2 separate regions of the Rattus norvegicus genome follow, and region 1 is linked to region 2. Evidence: chromatin contacts called from public Hi-C data. All regions are on one chromosome and are shown on one strand. The core of a region is the stretch at or near the end of the contact, and the rest is flanking DNA. Distances in the headings are between cores, read along the strand shown. Region 1 has its middle 140 kb from the start of Cdkn3. Region 2 has its middle 360 kb from the start of Ddhd1.

Region 1 (6,711 bases), core at 1,221-3,720, 630 kb after region 2:
GTAGAAGCAGGCAGATCTCTGAGTTCATGGTCTACAGAGTGAGTTCCAGGACAGCTGGGGATACACAGAGAAACCCTGTCTTGAAAACAGAACAAAACAAAAGGTGAAACTCTCCCCTATCTGTAGAAAAGGAGAGAAAAACAAAATGCTAGCTGTAGAAAGGTGCACATTTTCTCTTTAGCATTCTCCGAGGACAGGCGCAATTCTGCCCTTCGAGTAATTAATAGTTTGGCACTGAGAATATTGTTTTCCTTGGGTTTCACATACCATGTCATGACCTGGCCATCAACTGTCACCTAATGCTCTCCTGACAATTCTTTCTCATATCACCTCCCCTCCCCAGCCCTCTTCCCTTACTCCTGTGCTTGGAGATCTAGGAAGAGTCAAGCTATACACACGACCTACCCACCACGCACTCAGTCCCTTAGGAAGAACAGGAGAGAACTTTCCTCTTATCAGCAAGATGTGTATCAACGTGCGGTTGGAAGCCATTGTACTAGAAATGGAAGCCAGGAGCCGGATATGCATGTTTATACTTGTGTTGCGTTTTTAGCGTGTGACTGGCTCTGCCCTTACAGATGTACAAGTCTGATAATTTATTTCTTCATTATTACACTAAACTCTCAGCTCTGGTTTCATTGATAACGAAATAAAGACCAGGCTGGATGTGCATGCCTGAAATCCCAGCGCTTGGGAAGCTGAAACAAGAGGATCATTGGTGTGACCCAGTCAGTTGGGTCACATAGTTGGAACTATTTGGGACAAGGACCCCAAACTACAAAACTTAGAGAGGTGGCTCAGTGCTAGGATGCTCACCTAACATGAGCAAAGACTGAGTTCTACGCCCCCAGGACCAGCAAAAGGTGGGGGTGGGGAAAGAAAAGGCTGGACAGTCATCTCCCCCTTACTCTTCTTTATCTGGGGCGCAGTCATTTGTCACCTGAAAGGGTGTTCGGGGCTCTGCCTACACCAAGTCTCACTTTTCTTCCCGTTTCTGGAGACAATCAGGAATTGCATAAACAGAGCTGGCTGGCAGGGGAAGGAACATCCCTCCCCCACACTTCCTTCTCTCTGCCAGGCTTACTCACCCTTCAAGAGGAGGAAGCACAGCTTTGCTGACCCTGTCAGGGAACAGGTTGCCCTGGAACACATGAAAATGGCCACTCTTGAGAATGCTCTGGAAAGGTGAACTGTGGAGGTCACTGGGTATGTCAACTGGGCAGGCTGGTTTTTCCCACTGACCTCTGGTATTCACCACTTCAGAACTACCAGACACAGTCCCGCCAGCAGACACCTGCCTTCCCACCCAAGCCGTGTCCCTTCCCTCCTCCAGCTGCTCCAAGCACCTTGGTCCAGAAGACCCAGAAGCATCCTGCCCAGTCAAGCTGTCAGAGCTGGAATACAGGCTCAGGGGTGGGGCTTAGTGAAAACCTAATCCCGATGCTGCAAATTCACAACGCTAATAGGGTCAGGGCCACACTAGAGGGGTGAAGCTAGCCAAGAGTGTGAGGCCATGTGGTATAGTGTCCCAGAAGCTCGCTCTCTCTCTAATTCAAATACAGCATTCCCAAGTCACTAAGTTCAGAGGAAGCAAAGTTATCTGCTGGGATGAAACTATTTGAACAAACCATCCCAAGTGGTTGGGAAAGTGGCATTTGTCTCAGAGCTACACTTCTCTTGTTGGGAGATATGTAAGCCTTCGTTAGGGCATTGAAATCTGTCTTGGCTCTGTGCCCTTTCAGTCTTGCTCCACCAGGCAGACTGTGGCCAAAGCCACATTCATTCTCAGGAATGTTCTGTCCAGGGAGGATTCCTGGGATGTGATCTGTGGTCAGCAAGAAAGCCCTTTTGATCCCAGCCACAAGAATGCAGCTGAGTTCAGAATCCCCCTCTCCATAAATTAGAGTCCTCTGGGGAGCTGTGGGCGTGGCTCTTGGTGCAGGTGCCGGCCTTCAGCAGTCCTGAGGGGCTACTCCCTCACTTTGAAAGCCTTCTAGAAGCTGCTGGAGGTGGAATGGTAAACCCATAAGGCCGCCCGCACTCACACACAAAGTCTTCCCCGCTTCCCCGGGGCGTCTGTTTTGCTCGTTCTAGCCGCCAGGTGTGGGTGCCTGTCTGCTTCGCTTCTGTTTGCTATTTCATGTCTAACTGTGAGCCCTGGGTTGGGCTCAGCTCGTGAACTTGGGCCAAAGGGTTCTCTGGGTACACTGTTTTGACTGTGTCCAAAAAAACGCAGAAGGAAGCAGCCACTCAAGCTGCCGAAGACGTGGAAATAAACCAAACCAGCACCACTACTAAGCTTCGGGGCCTGCCTGGATCCTCAGAGCTACTGTAGACTGGTGAATCTGGAATCCTCCCTCCAGACGTGCCTGCGTGCCTCTGGGAAGGGGCCCTTCCCTTAACTAGCCACACGCTTCCTGTCCAGACCGGCCTCGAGATCAGCAGGATGTACCTGCCAGACTGGGCCCCTCTCCAGTTTTGATGGCTAGATACTCCGGCACACTGTGAAGCCTTCCAATGAGTCATACCCTGGGACTCTTCAGAGTGACATTCTTGGCCTCTGTGTTCAACAGGACATAACAGCGGTAGCCTTTTCTCAACACTCAATAAGTCTAGGTACCTGGTAAGTAAGTACTTTACAAACCTTTGCCTCTCAGTTCTCATGACCGTAGGAAGTTAGTTACCTCCGTGGTAGATTGTTGTGTGGTTGGAGAAACTAAGGATTAGACAAGATAACTGATCCAAATTTGCCAACCCAATGCAATTAAACTAATGATGATGTTAAGGTGGGTCTCATTCTGATTCTCAGAGAACACAAACCTGTGACCGCTCTCCCTGCAAAAATAAATAAATAAATAAATAAATAAATAAATAAATAAATAAATAAATAGCAAGTTAAAGTAGTGCCCATGTCTTTATTGCCACCACCATAGAGGCTGAGGCAGGAGGATAGCAAACTGGAAGCCGGCCTGGCCACATCAAAATACGGGCAGAACTGAGCAGATGTCAAATCCAGAGGCAAGACTCTGGGAGGTTTGAGATTGCAAGCGAAAGGAGGAAAAGAGGAAAAACCAACAGGGTCCACTGAGACCCAGGAAGGTCCAGAGCCATGGAGAACTCATGAGTAAGCCAGGGGGTTCAGACAGCCTCTCTGTGCCTGTAGTAGGCCCATGGATGCTACAAGTAGAGATCACTACCACCCAGGGCCAACCTTAAGTAGGACCAGGTTCAGAGTCTTAGAAAACTAGCCTTGAAAAAAACCACACGCTACACACACTGGATACCTCTTGAGCAAACAGAAGACCTGTCTTTACCCTCCTGGCCAATAAGGAGACTGCTTTCTAGGGGTTTCTTTGAGGCCGAGGAGGTCTGGGCACCTGTCACAGACTAGGTCAAGAGTGGGGAAGGGCTGAGTCATGATGGCCAGGCCTTCCCATCACTCCCTGCTCTGTCTCTCTCCTTCTCACCCCCTGGAATGACTCAGAGCAACAGCTAAGGTGACTCAGAGAGGAATCCTTCCCAGTTCCTAAGAAAACATGCACTCGGCCAACAACGAGGTGTATTTCCTTGTGGCTGTGTTATTTTAACAGCAAATGTGTCTCCGTGATGGAGCCAACATCCTAGCCAAACCGCTCTGAGCCAAACCACGCAGGGTCACACGGCAGGCCACTTTGAGTGGGGAGAGACTGTTTACAATAAATCCAGGCAGGCTCTGAAACACCAATTTATTCTTCCTGAACCACACCATGAGAAATGATCGAATCCAACGAGGGACTCTGAGACTCATTATTTTAAGTGGGACGACCGGTTATGAGGGATGTTGGCAGCTGGAGCCCCAGGGAAAGGCTCGTGTGGCTGCCGGAGGGCCAGGGTGCCAAGACCCACAGGCGGACGCTGCCCGAGCCTTTCCTTCTTTGTCCTTCTTCCTCTGCCTCTGGCTTTTGACTGCTCTGCACATGGCCTCTAACTGAATGTGGAGTTAACAGATGAAATAGGCACTGTTGGCTGTTCTAGGTAGCCAGACACAATATAGGCGATGGTTCAAAACCATCTGTAGAGACGTTTCCTTTATGATTACTTTAACTCTCCTCTCACTCCTCCCCTCCCTCCTCCTCCTCTTCCTTCTTCTCCTCCTCTCATCCTGTAACAAAGCAGACTCTCTATTACCAGGAGATGCATCTACAAGCCTCTGCCCTTCCCACTGGCTTACATGAGTCAAGGCTCCAAAGAGAACGTTCTAGGAATTTGTTTTCTGTCCCCTCCTTGTCCTCAACCCTCTTAGCCTCGGAAGCTGTTTACAGCCAGCCTCTGAATACAGTGATGATGTCATCTCTGGGCGACAAGGACCCTCCTGCATCCGTTGCCATGGCAACCGTGTATTACCTGCATCACCAGCGTCACCTACATCACAACCCCGGATAAAAGACACGGACCCCAACCCATAGCCCTCTTTTCCCTCTCTCTTCACTTCTTCCCCTCTTTCCATAAAGACCTTCCAAAGTGAGAACTGTGCCGGCTTGGCATGATCTGCCTAGGGACATGTTGCTTTTCAGCTAACAAACCCAATGTTAGGTGAATACAAATAACTTCCTTGAAGCTTCCTCCCTCTTTGTCCTTTATAGAGAGTTCTTCAGTGCCATCCTACAAACTAATTCTCACTGGTCACTAGGCTCTGGGTAACTTAGTGGCCGTCTGCACCAATCACTTAGGTGGTGACAGAGAGAAGAAACTCTAATCTGAATATTCTCCGGTAAAAAGACAGTGTCTGTTAGAGTGGGGCCCTGATGAGTCCCTAAGCTCTTGCCTTGTATTGCGAATGTGCCTGGAGCTGGGAAGGGCTGATGGAGGAGTCTGGCCGGATGACGGGGTACACAGCCGCTGGGAAATCCAAGGCCTCAGTTTTCATCTTGTGAGAGTGCTGGCCCCTCTTGAGCCTCTCGCCATTCTGGAGGGTCTAGGCCGAAAACTAGCTAAGTCTTACTCCACTGTATTTTGAAGTGGGCAATCTCAACAAGCATAGGTTAGCTACTAAAACTGTGCCAGTGTGGGGCTGCAGGGTGGATCACTGGGTACAGTGGTTGCCACGAAGCATGAAAACCAGTTTGGAACCCCAGCGCCCATGTGAATGCTGGGAGGGCATGGCGGTTCCCTATACACCCCAGTGTCCTAGAGATGGAGAGAGGGTCCCTGGGTCAGGCTGTCTAGCTAGACTGGCAGGCTCATCACCATCTAAGGTCAGTGAGGGTCCCAGTTTCAATATATAAGGTAAAAAAGAACCAACCTCTGGCCTAAACCACACACACACACACACACACACACACACACACACACACACACACACATACACACACACACCAAAAGGTAATGAAATAGTCCTTATCAACAAGTTGCAGTTGCTTTTAGCTTTTCCTTAGTCCTGCTATGTGAAGAATCAAAATGACCAATATTAATGGTTGCTAGTAGCAGGAAGATGTAGAGTGGTTTTAGTCTGAGGAGTTGGGGACCCTCTCCCCAGGGGACAGCGTAGACAAGGTCAGCCTCTAGGTAGACAGTTCCTGGCTTGTGTGCAGCCCAGTAGATCTGCCTACAAATGATATGGGGTTATGCCCTTCCCCCTGACCTGTATACCTTCCTGCAGAACACACACTCAGTCAGCCTGATATTCGTGACATCATCAGATATCCCTCCAAAATTGTACTTGAACTCACTGTTATGGTGCACCATCCACCCTGGTCCAGATCTCTTTGACAAGTATGTGCCTCAAAGGCCATTCCTGTATTTGAGAGGTTGGAGGGGTTAAGTCTCTAAGTACTGAAGGCCTGTGTCTTCAATTTACCAAAACTCCTCATCACAGAAATAGTTTCACTCAAGTACCTCAGCCCCAGTCTGAAAGCCCCAGAGTCTTTCTGTGATCCAGTTCTCTCCTGAGCAGTGATCGCAGGACTCCCAAACGCTGAAGGGGAACAGGCTGAATCTTCTCTTACAGATTGAAGGAACAAAACACATGCATATCGAGAAACCCTTTCTCCGAGTCCCTCATCTTCCTGGAGATGCATTTCTAAGGCTGCCTTATGGCTCCCTTGTGAGCACTGGCTTGTGGCACTAGAGTGTTTGCAGAAACTGAGGACAAAGCTGCCCGGCTTCTGTTGTCTTAACCAGCTGGACTCCCAGAGCTGTCGTTTATTCAACCACAATATTCCCCAAAGTCGCCATTCTTCCCTTTGGGTTTTACCAAGCTAAATCGATGTTAAACAGAAGGAGTGAGCCTTAGAAACGTTTAAATGTATCCATGCCTTGGATTGAGTCCCCCAATCTTGTTATGGAAAACAAGAGCTACATAAACCGTTTGTTTAACTCTTGCATTCACTGGTTGAAAGACTAGCCCTCCAAACAAGCTACTGTGTTAATCTTCAGATTAGCCCTCTAGTCTGTCTTTTCAGTACTGATTGGTAAACAATGTCTATAATTAAACTGTTGTCAGAGACACAAATGCCCCATGAGCCTGAGCTAATGAGGCAGCATTCAACTTCTTTACAAAGACCAGCCTAATGAAATTCCAAGAATGTTAATGCTTCCAAGGGTCTGCCATGCTCCCAACAGCGGGAGGACCACTGAGTGGAGGTAATTAAGGATCCACAGCCTGCTGGAGAATTGTGTCCCCCCGGACTATTTGTTTGTTGAGAAGGCGTGCTTAGATGCGAGGGATTGGAA
Region 2 (6,561 bases), core at 1,883-4,382:
GTGTGATTGTATCACATTGTTTTATTATGGGGTCCTCTGTAATGTACTGATACCACTGTGATATACTCCTGTGTGGTCCTGGATCCTTCCTACCCCAGCATTCTACTTCTCTCTGTATTGACTGCATCCAATTCACTCTGTAAACTTAGCAATTTAGTCTGCTTTGCAACCAGTTTGATCAGGGTTGACTTCTTTTTTTCTTCTTACCTATCCTTTAGTCTTTTAAAGATGATAGAATCATCACTAGATGATGTCACACCATAAATGACAAAGCTCTTTCCACTGACCAGTTATACTGGCCAATTTAAAGCAGAAAACATGTTGACAAGTCTATTAACATAAGCTCCATTTTTTTTCCTCGTGAGCAATTCAAGTACAATTGAGGTCTAGTGTTGAGCTTTAAAGACATTCTTAAGACTCAAGAAGAAAGCTTGATGAGGTGTGTGCTACAGCAGAGCCTCTCAGTTATTCACCCATTTATGAGATGCTAATCCTCAAGGCCTCCCATTGTAAACACGAGGAACAGTTTTATAGGTAGGCATCGATATGAGCTAATAGGCAATGAATTACAGTTCTAATGATAAACTGCAAATGCAACTGGACGGGGTCTTCCCTCAAAATTAACACCATCGCTGTTCGTCTCCAGAGCCTGTGGCGTCCTAGCCATTCGATTTTCCTGTTCACCAAGTAATTTTCAGTGCATTAACGTGTAAAAGCAGATGTATTTGAGAATGACTTTTGAGCTAGCGAATTTCTCACTGTCTTAGTTGAGGATGAGGAGGATCTCTTTTTCATCGTGTTCTTTCGGAGTCAAATAAGTTCTCCGAGGTCCAGTGTGGTCTAATAGGTGTGTTTGGAAAAGTGTTCACACTCGAATTCTACTGTAATTTTCTTCTTCTTCTTCTTCTCCTTCTTCTTCTTCTTCTTCTTCTTCTTCTTCTTCTTCTTCTTCTTCTTCTTCTTCTTCTTCTTCTTCTTCTTCTTCTTCTTCTTCTTCTTCTTCTTCTTCTTCTTCTTCTTCTGTGACTTCAAGGTATGGCTGTGGCCCAGGGGACTGTTCCCCATTTGCTCTCCATTTCTTTCACTTTCTGGAATGCTTAAAGTGGTGACTGAGATGGTAGTGAGAGAACAAGCAGTTGCTTAAAGCAGAGTTCAGAGAGAAGAAGTCTCAAGCAGTTTCACAATTCAGGGTCCATAATGCTTTGTGAGCTAGCTCCTTCTCGGGCCACAGAGTTCAGGACTCTTCTGTTTACCAAGACTTAGCTGTGTGGAAAGGACATATGGGATTCCCAGGGTGGCTTGTCCTTAGCCTTGCTGATGACCTGTGTAACAAGGGTGTTTGGTTAGGGGTGCGCTCTCTCTCTCTCTCTCTCTCTCTCTCTCTCTCTCTCTCTCTCTCCTCTCTTTCTGTCTCTTGTCAGACTTTAGAATTGAGAAGAATCAGGGACTGGGCCGTTTGGGTTGGAAAGCATCTCAAAAAGTCAAAAAGTAGACTTGGGGCCAGGGCTGAAATTATGGGGATAGAGTCGGGGAAGATGAGAAGAATCAAACAGAGATGCATTGAGAAAGTTTGAGTAAGGGTTAGTGCGGTCCCCAAAGGAAATAAAGACGGATCCACACATACGACAGACAGACACAAGAATAAGTATGTACACATATACTGACTCACAACACACCACCTCGGCTCTCGGCTTCTTTCTTGTAACTCCAGTTCACCCATTGTCCTGCCTCAGGTGCATCTCGAATGAGCTTCTCTATGCCCTCCATGTCCAGTGCAGGTGACAGCATCAGAGAAGGTTGCTGAATGCCTGTTGGGTGTTGTGACAGTGTGAGTAATAGCATCCTAGTGACGGAACATAAGCTAATGGGAAGACATTCAATGTCTAAATGCTTTGACATAAAAATGTAGCAGAAAAAAAAAACCCACCAAGGACTGATTTATCCTTTGTTTTCATGCCCGTTTAAAAAAAAAAATCACATACCACCAAAACCAGAACTCAGAGGACCAGAACTCAGAGATCTGATGTCGCTATGACGTAACCTTTTATGATTTGTATCTTAAAAAATGCTTCATGGAACCAGTCAGTTGCTACATTCAGGGTAAAGACAAGTGGTCACGCGACTTCGTATCGGATGTATGATATGCAAACCGCAGACATGCGTGTTTCATTCTCCTATGTGGGTCGTCGTCAAATTACTTTTGGTGATAAACGTTTCACTCTGATGGCCGATCAGTGAGGGAGTCTATTTTATTTGGAGTTAAAGGAAGGAAGAGTGTTTGAGAGTTTTTCTATGGATACATTCTCTAGTGTCCCTTTCTGTGGCTGCTTCCCTATAGGATGTGGTTGGCAATAGGTTGTGATAAAGTAGGTCTGGGTAGCACTCATAACTAGGTCTTTCCAAACAATCACTTATATAAAATGTAAAGCATCCAGGTTTGCTCACATGTCCCTCTTATGCAGGGTGTTTGTCTTTTTTTATTGGCTTGTCAGGCTTTCCACAGCCTCATTCTTCCCTGCTCCGGTCCTCCCTTGATCGCTTGGGAACCAGCAGATGACTTAGATGAGAGTAGACTTAACTCCACCTGTGAGCTGGATAAATAATTTCCAGGGTCATAAGTGATCTACTGGGTGCTAGGCATTCTCGTGGGTGCCCATTACCAACGCAGTCGCTTTTCATTGGTCAATATTTTCCACCTTGTTCCTCCAACCCCCACCCCCACCCCACCCCCATTAGTAAATTACAGAGGCAGCTTTGTTGTTCAAACAATGGAAATAAAAGTTCCCGGGTTAGGATAATTTTCAGGTTGACTGTTTTTTTTTTTGTTTTTTTTTTTTTGTTTTTTTTCTCCTTGGGAATTTTTTAACTGCACGGACACACCGGGTTTAATGCTGGAGGCAGCCATTCACTCTGAGGAGACATTGCTCACTTCATTAGCACTTTGGGAGTGCCAGCAAAGGGCCCTTGACCTAGAGACCATCTTGCTTTAATAACGCTTTAACACTCGTAAAAGATCTTTAATGGCTACATGAGACATATTTAAATATTAAACGCCATTCCTCGCTGTTGATTCACAAACCCCAGTGCTTACGGCTCCTTCATTGCTTCCCAAGTTGAGGGAATGCGCCCAGTTTCTCACGGCAGCAGTGAGTGAAGCAAACAGACCTGCAGGCGGGAATGTTTCAGCTCTGCCCTGCTGACCTATTTGCCAACCTGAGAACCTCAAATGTTCAAATCTCCAAATCTTGTCGACTTTCGAGTTCCCTGACTTAGAAACGAAGTATTTATCTGTTCAATAAATTTTAATCCTGCTCTGGGAGATTTAGGAAAATACAAGCACTTATTGTTACTGGAACCATTTCCCCCTCCAAACGTGGCTTTTGTTTAATTTAATTCGGCTGCCTGGATGCCCCATTCAAAGCATCACCCTACACAAAGGAGCGGCGTGTACTTATAGCTAAACTTGGCCAGAGCAGTGCCCACTAGTTCAGCCGTCTATTTACGTCAGCGCTTAATGCTGTGCTCGTTGTCCTGAGGGAGAGTCCCCGAGAATTGATGTTGTCTGTTTAATCAGGAAGGTCCCCACGGCCACCTGGCATCATACCATCTAAGACCTTACAGTGATTGCCCTGCACGGATGATAAAAACCACTAAACCCTGCTTTTGTCTTCCCTTCTTTCCTGGGGGTTGGATGGCAGGCTGTGCAATTTGGAGATGCCTTTTATTTACAGAAGGGAAAATTGAGTTACAGACTTCCTGTCATGAGTAGAGATGCCTGGGGAAAAGGAGGGCTGAAAGGAATTCTCAAACAGAGAGCCAGGCTATACAAGCCCAGGAGCACTGGAGCGTTGGCAAGCTTTGCAGTATTCTTGGAATATTTGGGTTCAACAGAGCCCAAATGTATTTTGCTCAGAGCGCCATTTCCCTTTCATTTTCCAGAACCATGTATATTCAAGGAAATGCAATCCGTGTATTTTGGAATCATTTAACCCCCATTTATCAAAATACTGCATGGCAAATACCAGATCTGAGTTCAAGAAAACCCTTGAGCTTTGTGATAAGTGATTCTTTTTTTTTTAAACCACTGAATCTGAGAGTTTAAAAATTGCTTTGAAAGAAATCTTGAGTGGTGAAAAGTTTTCTTCTCAAATTATCTCCCAGGTATCCTCTTCTATCTCTAACACACAGCGATGATAGAGACAGATCTGTTGAGGTGCAGGCCTCTCAGAGACTGCCTTATATGCTCAAAGGCTTTCCCTCTGAGAACCCTTAGCAACACATGTAGCTTAAACAAAACTGGGTTTCTTTTGATGAAGTCATGGCCCTGTTAGTCCCAGCTGACAGCCGAGCCCCGGGTTCAGATGTTTTCAGATCTCATGATCTCAGTCTTCATTTAAACTTCTGTTTTGTCCACTCAAGGACTGCATTAAGTAACTTTACCTTCAGTTCTTACACTGAATTATTATGCATCTTGATTTCTGAGATGTAAATCATATTCCTAAGTTTTATAGATGAGATAAGTGTCTTATTTATTTAGTTCTAGCCTTTTTTGGGTTTGCTCCGTTTTTAAGCCACCGCGGAGGGAGGATAGTCAAGAAACACCCAGCTTGCCACCCCGACCTGTAGCCCAGCTTTTTCTGAGGACCAAAGGACTACAACTAGTGTCTCCATGCTAGTACTTCCTGCTCATGTGTCTCACACTTAATGCTCAGAACACAGTTTGTAATCCTTTCCAGTTGGAAATATTAGGATAAAATGAAGTTACTCGATCCTAGGACGTAGCCCTTTTCCGTTTGGATGGATATTTCGTTTTAACCTCACACAGACAGGAAAGGCAATGCACCCACTTTCTCTTTTATTCATCTCAGTGCTACCCGAGAGGAGATTTTTGAACCCCAGGGAAGGAAGAGCTTTTGAAATCACAAGAGTCTGATCATCAAGGGCGGCTTCAAACTCGAAGACTCTCTGCTCCCAGTTGAAGCCTGACGGAAGAACTCTCACCAGCAATGGCTCCGGTTGAATATTTTAGGAACACGGTATTATTTCTCCAACAGTCTCATGTTGAAGCCCTCATAACTGTCCCTCAAAGCCGGGGATTAGCTACGTTCACTTCATCCAGACTACCCAGCAATAGACTAACACCAGGATCCAGACTTTCTTACTCAAACCCCCAATTCTCATACGCGTCCAGGAGAGACCAGTTTTTTTCTTCCCTTGTGGAACATGGAGGAAACCGTATCTTCCGCCTTAAGACCAGAAGTGGATACATTGCTGTCGTTATTTCGTTAACGTTTCAGTTTGGGGGTTGTTTACTGTTGTTGTTTCGTTTTGTTCTCCTAGGTTATTGGGGAGGCAGGGTGGGAACCTTCAGGGTTTCTTTCGATCAAAGCCAGGCCAGGTTCCTCTCCTTTTTACAATGCGTTTCAGCTAGAATTTAGAAGCCAAAGTTTGTCGGACCAGCTGCTTCTGATCCGGTTTGCACAAGTCTCGATGGAGCCCAAGACGAAACAATTTACTGTAAATGTGTTCGGGATTGGCTGAAAGCTAGGAAGCACTAAAGGATTCGCCTACATTTGGCAACAACAGAAGGTTTGTACGCTTGCCTTCAAACCCTGGATGAAGACCTACAGAGCATTCCTTCCTGGCTCGCGCTTTGAACACACTGGACTCGAAGGAATTCTGGGCAGCAGAGCTTCCAGGAGGTCCTTTCACCTGCCTCTCAAGCTACACCGAGAACTCCGCCTAGCCCAGCTCTCCAACCGAAGCCCAGGTCTTCAGACTCCATGTATTTTGCCCGCAGCAGGATTTAAGAGAACAGCACCCTTTGAGAACTGCCAGGTCCTGCCCTCAGGCGGACACCCTGACCTTGTGAAGTTCAAGTGAGGAGTTTGCTCAAGGGGAGGTCCTTAACTGACAAGCAAGCTGAGGGCCTGAGACCGAGTGCCCAAGGGCTTGCGTCCAGGACTCGTTACATAAGAGAACTTCCAAGAGAGGACAGAACATAGTTTTCAACAAATAAATAAGGCAAAAAGGCTGCGCTCACTAGTGCCACAGCTGGGAAGCAGCTATGAGCCACTGATTTTTCATGCTAGCAAATCCAAACTCTTTGGGAACCAGAGGATGAACCCGGGGCCTGGCACTGGGACTCCTGCAGAAGCGGCGAAAATTCAGAGACGGAAGACTATCTAGAGACCACGAGTTCACAAACACAGCCGAGCGCCAACAACCTGCTTTCCTGCCCTGCCTGGCCTGCCTCTGGTGGGTGCTACCTGTGCAGCGTTTCTTCGGGACGACCACAGACGCAATGCGCAAGGTCGCTGCAGCCCACACTCGAGAGAAATAATTAAACAGTTTTTCTTAACCTCTTGACCGCCTCATTTATTATTGCCATCCATTATGTGTACCTTCTCGAATCGCAGAATCCCCAAACTGAGCTCTGGGGTCAAGGGTTTATTGTTTAATGGAGATAGAACATTTTGTAAATTGCACGGAGTCACAATGTTTATAATAGAAGCTTCTGGTGTACTGAATCTTTCCCATTTAACAAACAGTGAGCTTTGA

Evidence for each region. Hi-C and Micro-C count contacts between places; a contact is called where the count stands out from the background.
Region 1: a contact with region 2 is called in a Hi-C map of the A7r5 cell line, with 3 times the contacts expected there. The contact joins two enhancer-like sites. A contact is called at or near these places in 2 of 12 Hi-C or Micro-C datasets (the A7r5 cell line and the Rat2 cell line).

The regions. Positions count from the first base shown.
Region 1 is chr15:22,356,366-22,363,076 of GRCr8, forward strand. No RefSeq gene overlaps it. Among named protein-coding and RNA genes, the nearest start is that of Cdkn3, 140 kb to the right of the region's middle. Within about 2 kb of position 2,471, at least 21 of the 93 cell types and tissues checked have an H3K27ac peak or open chromatin away from gene starts, as enhancers often do. A contact at or near this core is called in the A7r5 cell line, where this site is marked.
Region 2 is chr15:21,729,624-21,736,184 of GRCr8, forward strand. No RefSeq gene overlaps it. Among named protein-coding and RNA genes, the nearest start is that of Ddhd1, 360 kb to the left of the region's middle. Within about 2 kb of position 3,133, at least 3 of the 93 cell types and tissues checked have an H3K27ac peak or open chromatin away from gene starts, as enhancers often do. A contact at or near this core is called in the A7r5 cell line, where this site is marked.